2 separate regions of the Zea mays genome follow, and region 1 is linked to region 2. A link is a contact called in public Hi-C data. All regions are on one chromosome and are shown on one strand. Each heading gives the region's core, a stretch centred on a gene start, on an enhancer-like site or on the middle of the called end of the contact. The rest is flanking DNA. Distances are from core to core; before and after follow the strand shown. Region 1 holds the start of LOC100274561. Region 2 overlaps LOC100273243 (Zinc finger CCCH domain-containing protein 33).

Region 1 (4,945 bases), core at 2,381-4,880, 210 kb before region 2:
CTCTCTAACAATTACGCAGAGGTCTCTCGGCTTTTGTTTATTCTCCAAACAGACCCATGACCACGGCGCGCTCGCCGTCGATCACCACGCGGCTCGGACTGGCCATGACCGACGTTGGCTGCTCAGATTAATGAAAGGGCCAGCACCACCGACCCGAGGGAAACCCAGAACGAGCTTTAATCGGGTGGTTATGGCTCTGGCTTAGTCTGACCACGGTGGCGGAAAATACCGAACACAAGTTCATGTGTTCCGGGCGATTGAGCGTGGCCAAGCAAGAAGGGTGGAGCCGATGAGTATCACGAGTGTATATAGGTGTTGAAACACGATTAAAACGAATAGGAGCAGACCTGAAGGTAGCTGGCCATGGGGCACGGAGGATTTTTGCTTGCCAGTGATAGCAAAGGGGGAAAACGACGCCGTGACAGTTCTGGGTGGAATTAGGAGGTGAGATTAGGGCTACACGGCTGTAAGGGACTATGGTTTCACCGTGCACAACCAATTTTGGGAGAGGTGGATAGGATTCCGTGAATTTGAGCTTCAACTGAGCTTACTGGTGGAGATGCGAATACCTCGCCGTGGTCCATGGCGCTATTTATAGCCATGACGGTCCGGCTAACGATCAGCGACCGCGGAAGGCTTTGTTCACGCATGGCTACCACGTATAGAAGAGGCACAGTAAGGGGAAAATGAGGCATGGGTGACACCGCGGTGGAAGTGACCGAGCCACGGTGACCGCCGGTGGGATTTCTCTGGGCACACACGATTGGGTTCGCGGAATGGTGCCACGTCCGAATTTATCTTTACGCGATCAAATCCCCTTCACCAGATTACTCGAGCACATCCGATTCAACAGTGCCGCAGATCTTTTACCCGCGTTCTTCAGATATTTACTCAGTTTTGATCTTCAGCGTTTTCCTGAACCGACCCCCTTCCACCCACTTATTCTCTTGATTCTTGTTAAGAACAGAGCAAACTTCATTAACAAAGTTTGTTCACTAAACATCAGCCTTCAAACTTACTATAGGATACTTGGGTCAAAACCGAGTGAATTCAAAGATATGGTGCGTCCAATTTGGCCCCATCCCACTGTGACCATTTCTGTTTTCGAATTCAGTTTCAGTTATTCAACACAATTCTGACAAAGCAACTTTGGGCTGCAGTTTCTTTAATTTTTGTATAACAACTAAAGAAGATGTTTGTATCAAAGTTATCCTCCTATAATAGCTCTAGACTTTTGATGCGTTGACCCAGGGCAAAATCCTTATGGTTTGGAAGTTACAGAGCTTCAAAGTTGAGCCAAATGCACTGAAAATCAGACTTAACTCCATAGGGCTCAAATAGGGCTTTTTGCAAATAAGTCCAGTTCACATCTTTTGACTTGGGAATCCCCAATTATGTGAACCATATGACTTAAGATACCCTAATACCTTGGTTTTTTGAACTTTAGTCCAAAAGTGCACTAGTTTTGCACTTAGCCCCTTAGGGTCTTAGTCTAGGGTTTTCCAGGGTTCTATTTAGGGTTTTTGATACTTCTAGGGTTTGGATGCTACTTAAGTTCATCCATGGTGACATGTTATGACCATCTCTAATAAGTTTTGAAGCTTTCTCTTTTTAAGCTTTGTTTGCTCTATTAAGCCCAATCTGGGGTTAAGCACTGTACCCTAGGGTTTCACTTATAACATGTCACATCAATACAACTTGTTTGAACTTTTTGCCTAGTGAATGCATTCTAAGTGTAACAATCACATGATATGCCAATGCTTATGATGTTATGCTCAAGTTTTAGTGGCAGTAACACCAGGGGTGTTACAACACTCAACCAATCTAAGTGATCGATTGAGAGAGGGAAAGTGTTGAAATAGACCCGGCCTTCGTGGCCTCCTCAATGGGGAGTAGGTTCATTGGAACCGAACCTCAGGAAACAAATCGTTGTGTTCATTTGTGTTGATCATTACCTTACGATTTGATTCTTCCTCTCTCCTCTCTCTAAGTTCTCTTGCATACAATCTTTTTGAGTTAGCTCCCAAAGTCATCCGCATCGATTGAGCAACTCTTAGCAAGAAGAACTCTCCTCCGCACTCTGATTTTATTATTACTTGTTTCTAATCCTAACCTCGAGTGAAGTTCGTGTTCAAAGTTCATAAATTTCAGGTTTCGGCTATTCACCCCCCTCTAGACGACTTTCATCTAGCAACCCCAAGTTTATGCCATACTTTAATGTATTATAAGTAACTCATGCCATATTGTATTTTAAGCAACTTATATTATACTTCAAGGTATTATACTTGAACTGTTATATTGTTTAGGACTGTATTGCAGCGATCGATAGAACTCATGTTCCTATTACTATATCTCATAGCTTGCAAGACCCATATCAAAATAGAAAGGGTGGTCTGTCACAGAATGTAATGGTGGTGTGTGGCTTTATCAGTAAATTGTGCATGTAAGTGTTGGATGGGAAGGATGAAGGATCAGCTGTAGATGTGTTGTGTCATACTGTTCCATGCCTCTTTGTTCCATCCATTCTGAGCACGATATCTTGGTGAGTTGTATTCTTTGAGGATGCTCACAAAATCCATGTTTCTACCTTCATTGCAATATGCTCTCACCTCTATTTTTTCTATAACAAACAAAATTCTCAGAACTGTGATTATAAACTGCATATATGAACATCAATACCAAGTAGACACAAAACTGATTACAAACTGAATATATCAATATCAATAGCAAAATGGACACAAAATAGCACAATTGATTCTCAACCAAAAGCATGTGTAAAAAAGTAGTAACCCTAGGTGGTTCAGAGAGGAATAGTGAGGAGAACGAAACATACCGACCTTCTCTTCATCCCCAGCTCCTCGCATGGTGGCGGCAACTTCAATCCCTAAGCCGACAGCTTCAATCCCTAAGCCGGCGCGGAGGATGAGACTCTCTACTAGACGAGTGAGGGTGTGTGCGGGAAAAGCACTGGGCGACAACGGGAGCAAGAGCTAGGTGACGGAGGACATGGGGCGACAGCGAGAGGAGAACCTGAGGATCACAAATGCGAGAGACTTGGGCGACCACAGGGCGGGAAAAAGAAATGGGCGGTGTCGGGAGAAAAGGTTGTGCAGATAGGAAAAGATCATGAGTCAGGTATCAGGATGTGAAAAAAATGCGCGTGAGAAAATTTGGGTCTGAACCACTGTACCAAATACTCCAAAAATACTACAATTTGACTAATCCATAGTATTGAAAACTCTGTTTTTAGTGATTTCTCAAAAAACTTTTGATCTAGAATATTATAGTATTAGCAAATCCTACAATATTTGTCAAAAACCATGAAAAAACTACACTTCCAAAGTCCAAACAGAACCTAAAGTGCTACACCATGGACGCTCGCCGCTCGGTCCTTTGTTTGAGGATACTGACGCTCGTATCTAACTAGTAATCGTATGGGCCGGACCAAAATTTCGGATGCAGCCCAACATAGCTAGTTTTCGCTGAAGCTTCTGGCCCAACATGGCCCGATCGCCGCCGGCGAGCGGGTCTTTTCTGCTCGTACTTGCACCATTGGTCCATTGCCCTAAATCCTAACCAGAATCAAACGGTCCAAACCCCAAGCCCCTCCTCGCCTCCTCGGCCACGCATGGGGAACGCGCGGCGCCCCGCCGCTGACTCGGCGGCGGCGTCGGACCGGGAGGTCGGATTTGCGAAGCTACATGGCGAGTGCTTCGAGTACTACATGCAGACCTACTCCATCGTTCTAGGTCGCCATAGCCGCCGTCGCAGCAAGGGCCCCGTCGCCGCCCCGCCGGAGGCCGACGACGGCGTCGACGTGGACCTCGGCGCCCTCGGAGCAGGCATGAACGTCTCCCGCCGCCACGCGCGCATTTTCTACGACTTCCTGCGCCGCCGTTTCGCGCTTGAGGTGCTTGGTAAGAACGGCTGCCTCGTCGAGGGCGTGCACCACGTCCCCGGGTCCGCCCCCGTCAAGCTCGACTCCCAGGACCTCCTCCAGATGGGGGACACCAAGTTCTACTTCCTCCTCCCCTCCCGCTCCGTCTTCGACGCCGGCATCACGCGCCGGTCATCCGCCGTTCAGCGCGCGATCCCGCCGCCTCCGTCTGATGATGACGAGGATGAGGATGAACATGAAGAGGCCGTGGCAGCGGCGAAGCGTCGGAGGGACGGTTATAACGGTACTGAATTCTTGCATTTTTTTTATCTCTGTTGGGTTTGAATATTTGCTACTTGTCTGATTGTACGTTGAATCTGTTTTTGGGAATTGGGATTGCATTAACAAGTTCAACTGATTAGTGAAATACTGAAATGATAATTACTTCTCTTCTCAATGTACATTGAATTTGCCTTTTGAGAATTGGGATTACATCATCAAGTTCATTTGATTGGTGATGAACCCATTCTTCATGCTTTTGCTATAATTTTTCCTGTATATTCCAATGAAATGGGTGATACATCATGCAATGAATTTGGTGGTAATAGCTCTTTATTTGTTTATTGTATTTATGTTGTTATGTATTCTTCGCTACTGTTTCTTGATTATTTCCGGGTTTGAGTTGTTACACTTATGCTTGCCAATTGGATGGTGAGAGTGTATCACCTAGTGGTGTTACATCTTTTTCATTGAATGTGTGGCAATCCTAAGTTTAATTGATGAGATGATGCTCTTGTAGCAGTGGATGTGCAAGACACGGGGGAGAAAATGAGGGATTAATGTGCAGTAGTTCAGGATTGCTCGAGTTTTGTTAATAATCATCTGTTAACTGTTATTGCCAGTTCTTTGCCTGGACATTGGTTTGTGTTGCAGCAATTGTAGGAGGTGACTAGCGTCATTTGCATCTTTTTATGCTAGTGAAATTACTGTTCCTGCCAGATCAAGGATTTGAAGTTCTTGTTGAAACTTTACACCAATGTTTTGAAGTCGTCTAGTCAAACCCAGCCG
Region 2 (4,299 bases), core at 1,763-4,262:
GCTCATCTGGCAGCAGAGCAGGCTCGATAGGCAGCCATCCAGCAGCAGATGTCCGAACGGATGCTCTCTATGTTTTAGACTATTCAGGACCGTCAGGACACTCTTCAGCAGCAACCCTTGGCAGACAGGGTCGAGCATCCAGTGTTTATGACACATATCTTTCATCACACCGGTGTTCAGCTCCCACCAGTCCAGTTTGCCTCTCATCCAGCTCTTCAGGCAACTATCGTACCAGCTCTTCAGGCAGGACCCACACTTCCCTCATTTGGTCATTCTCCTTATCCGCTCCAACCAGTCACTTTGGACTTCTCGTCGCTGGTCGTCGGAACCGTCAGTGCTCAGCCGCCAGTGCCACAAGCGCCTGCTGTTACCACTGTTGTTGTGGCGGTGTCCGTGACTGCACCAGCTCCGACGGATCCTGCATCGCAGCCTTTGTCTGAGTCAGTACTAGCTCCAGCTTCTACTGCAGATCCTGGATTCGAGACTGACTCTAATCCTCAGCTTGTGTTTGCGCTTCTGCCTCGACCGCGACCGGATGTGCCCTCGCCTCCTCCTTCCTCTTCTGGTGTGTAGGTTCGGGTAACCCTTTTGGTGTTTGACGCCAAAGGGGGAGAGATATGAGAGTTGTGAGAGCTAGGGGGAGTTAGGGAGTTAGTTGAGAGTGTCTTTTGATATTTTGATGTAATATATTTCCTTGATAATATCTGTATTAGCTCCACTTTTGTATGACGCTTAACTCACAAACTCTATGATATGCTCTCGAAGTTTATTATTGACTGTGTGTGTATTGTGTTTTCACCTAAGATGTTATCACTAGTCATTCAGTTCTTGTTCATGGATTTCATTTCATTTTTATATGAACAAGAAACTTATGTCGTGTATGCGCCTATACTTACTATTCTTTTACACGCCTCTTTCTGTCAAAATTATTAAGTATAACTAACCATCTTCTCTATTGACAGAAAAACAAACAAACTAGTCTCACACTCTTGTAGGGTTGTCATCAATCACCAAAATACTGGCGTCATCCACGAGAGTTTGCATCTCTATCTTGCTCTTTACCTTCCGCATTTATATTAAGTATTTAAGTTTTAATCTCGTCTTTCTAGTTAGATTATTTAGGATTGAAACTTAGACTTTGCGGTAGAGATAGCAACACTTAGACAAAACCTAGTTTGTACATTTTAGATTGTTTATCTGGATATGTTTTGCTCCAGGATTTAATTGTGGCCTAGTTTAGAGATAGTTTTTGAAGTCCTAATTCACCCCCTTCTTAGACGTTACCGTTTCCTACAAACTCTTCTAAAAAATTGCAGATTTTTGGTACTATGTTATAAAGTTATAATTGATCAAAATTATGTACATTGATCCCTTCTTATATATAAGGCACTTTGCTTGCATTGTCTATTTTCAATTGCGTTATGTCCTTTCAATATGGTACTTTTATTTTCAATTACGCTATGAATTTTTCTTACACCACTGCTTGAGTTGTACCTTGATTTTCTCACATCATCCGCCACTACAAAGGCTTCCCTAAAAAGACTCTATATATAAGGAGGAAGAAATTTCTTTGTATATATAAGGAAAGCTCTATGTTTCTCTGTACTTTCATTATATCATTTCTTTGAGATATTAATCTTGTTTAAGTATAATGTGTAGTATGGTAGTACAAATATGGTACAATTTTTTTAAAAAAATATAAAAAGATAAATAACCGAATTACAGTGTATAGAGAGAGATTATAGAGAGAATGGGTGGAGACAGCTTAATAATAAGGAAGTTGGATATAATGGCTCACAGAGACTTGTCTCTTGGTAGAAATGGGTGTAAACTTCGCTCAACATTATTGGCACTTTGTACCATCACTATCATTAGCATCATGTCATCTTGCATTTTAAACGTAGATAAGCACCAAGGTGGGCACTTTGTACACGATGTAGAAACATAAGGTCATGTTTGTTTCGGATTATAATCTCTTCATATTATATAATCCAGCGCAAATAATCCAACAAGTAAACAAACACCTAGATTATGGGTTCAGATTATATAATCTAAAGCCCAGATTATAATAATCTTATAATCTCCTCAAGAGTAGCTTATTTGAGATTATTTTTGGCAAAAGACTCACTATTCATGGTTATTTGGTTATGTAAATATAAATTACAATATATGTCATCCTTCTCTCCTTACCTAAATAAACAAAAAGTGTATTGTTATCTTTGTGAATGATCTATATTTGTATAATCTAGACTATCAAACAACTACATATAAATTATAATCTATCTAAATTATAATCTGAATTATATAATTTAGATTATAATCCAGATTATATAATCTATAAGCTAAAATAAACAGTCCCTGTCAGGACCACCAAGATAAAAACGACTCTCAAATAACTGAGTTTAAAGCATGGTGGGTAATACAGAGCATACGATGGCAACCTATTATTTTCCCAATCTTCAAAACGCACACTTTCAGAGTGCGGGGCTGCCCTTATGAAAAAGAGATAAATGCCGAGAAAAAAAAAACGAGACAATAATTAACAAAAGAGGTTATGCTTGCGCATCCCCAGTCAGTTTCGCAACAGCTTTGTCCATGCAAAGACAGCTCTATAACTACAGCACCGGGACCAGTGCACATGACTCGAATGGGTTTGAATGTCCAGAGGTGAGTAGGTTCCATCCATACATATGTTTTAAATAAGGTAGGTTTGTTCCCGTTTCAGTGGGGGAGCAAATGAGCATCCCGAACAGGCAAGAACTTTTTCCTGCCTGAATGCAATACACGTTGAAGCAAGCTCCGGTATGTAAAGCTCAGAGGTGGGGCAAAAGACCTGTACAGCTTCGGATCCTCGAATGTTGTTGGTTGCAGATGGTTACTCCAGTCAAGAATGGGGAACGAAGACACCGAGGATGGCCTAGGACGCCTCTCTCTCAGCGCTCCTTTCACCAGAGGGTATTTGCTGGGAATCAGAGTGGGCAATCCTCCTAGACCTTCCGGAACCACCATCAGGCGATGCTTCTGGGTGCGACGGCGGTACATGTGCCAGCATGCGCCGAGGAGCTGGGGCCTCGCTAGCTGGCGATGGAGCCTGGCCGTACATGGCATTTCCCATTGGGTGATCGAATTTGCAATTTGGACCGAACTTGCACATGCCGTAGCGATTGTAGAAACTGCATATTGGCTCTCCCTGTGAGCGGAAATAAAATAAACAGATGGTTAAGCAACACGTATGTGTGTAGCATGTTTGCATTATACCACCAGTGTCAAGTATTGCATGGCATCAACCTTGGCATTAGTTTTAAGGTTCATTTTCTGTGGGTAACCATAGGGAATAAATACATTATCAACGATAAAGAAAATGAAAAGGGATAAGTGACAGTATATATTATAAAGGATTGGCTCTTGAAACAGCTGTATAGCCCAAGCAAGAATTATGTTTAGCACTCACTAGTTCCTTTAAAAAATTAAGATACAGAAGAGAACCAGAGAAGATAAACTATTGAGAAATGACACCCCCTGGGTTACAATTTCTGCAAACACATCATAATCAATTGAATTTTACACCAAAGAGTTGACAAGTATACATCTACTACAGGCCCATTAGGCGCTATATATATATATATATATATATACACACACACTGTGGCAGCATGGTTCTTCCACTCTTTTAAGGTTAGTAACATGGTATCACAGCCAAGGATGAGAGTTAGGGTTAGACTCATCTAATCTAATCCACCCACTATCCATTTCTGTTTGGAAAAATCTCTTGTATGCCATCGGAGTTTATACTCATCCCTTGTATGCGGTCTACCACTGCCTGTCTCACGTGCTGCAAATGGGCTGACGTCACAAAGAGGCAACACCTCAGCAGCCGACAGTGTTTGCTCTCCACATCCAACCTATCTAGCTTAAAGGTGTCATTTGGGACTCATTATCCGTTAACCATGGGAAATTTCTCTATTAGAGTTAGGGTATGGTGCGAAAGGGCCTCTAGCCAAGTTGGTTAGGTGGTCTAAATAGCACTCCTCAGATCTTGGATTCGACTCTCCGTGGGAGCGAATTTTAGGTTGTGGTTAAAAAATTCCCTCGTCTGTCTCACGCCAAAGAACAGGTCTAAAGCCTGGTCCCGGTTGTTCTCACATGGGCTATGATGTCGTGGTGTATGGGTGGGGCAGGGGTTCTGACTTCTGAGGTTTTCTCGACCTACGTGACAAGGTCTTCTTCTTAATATAATTCAGTGGAGCGGTCTTACCCCCGAGTTTTTTTAGAGTTAGGGTATGGGGAGATTTTAATCCC

What was found. A called contact is a pair of places that touch in the nucleus more often than the background predicts.
Region 1: a Hi-C map of root tip shows a contact between it and region 2, with 3 times the contacts expected there. The contact joins the promoter of LOC100274561 here to the enhancer-like site in region 2. A contact is called at or near these places in 14 of 25 Hi-C or Micro-C datasets (bundle sheath, ear, endosperm and 4 more) and 1 of 3 datasets of contacts at active chromatin or transcription factors (leaf).

What each region holds. Positions count from the first base shown.
Region 1 is chr4:22,114,350-22,119,294 of Zm-B73-REFERENCE-NAM-5.0, reverse strand. LOC100274561 reads left to right here and starts at 3,630. Exons shown (of 4, transcript NM_001148916.1): 1 at 3,630-4,181. The coding sequence starts at 3,725.
Region 2 is chr4:21,907,599-21,911,897 of Zm-B73-REFERENCE-NAM-5.0, reverse strand. LOC100273243 (Zinc finger CCCH domain-containing protein 33) reads right to left here. Exons shown (of 7, transcript NM_001147685.1): 7 at 2,524-3,190. The coding sequence ends at 2,918. Among protein-coding and RNA genes, the nearest start is that of LOC100273243, 21 kb to the right of the region's middle. Within about 2 kb of position 3,012, at least 9 of the 20 cell types and tissues checked have an H3K27ac peak or open chromatin away from gene starts, as enhancers often do. A contact at or near this core is called in endosperm and root tip, where this site is marked.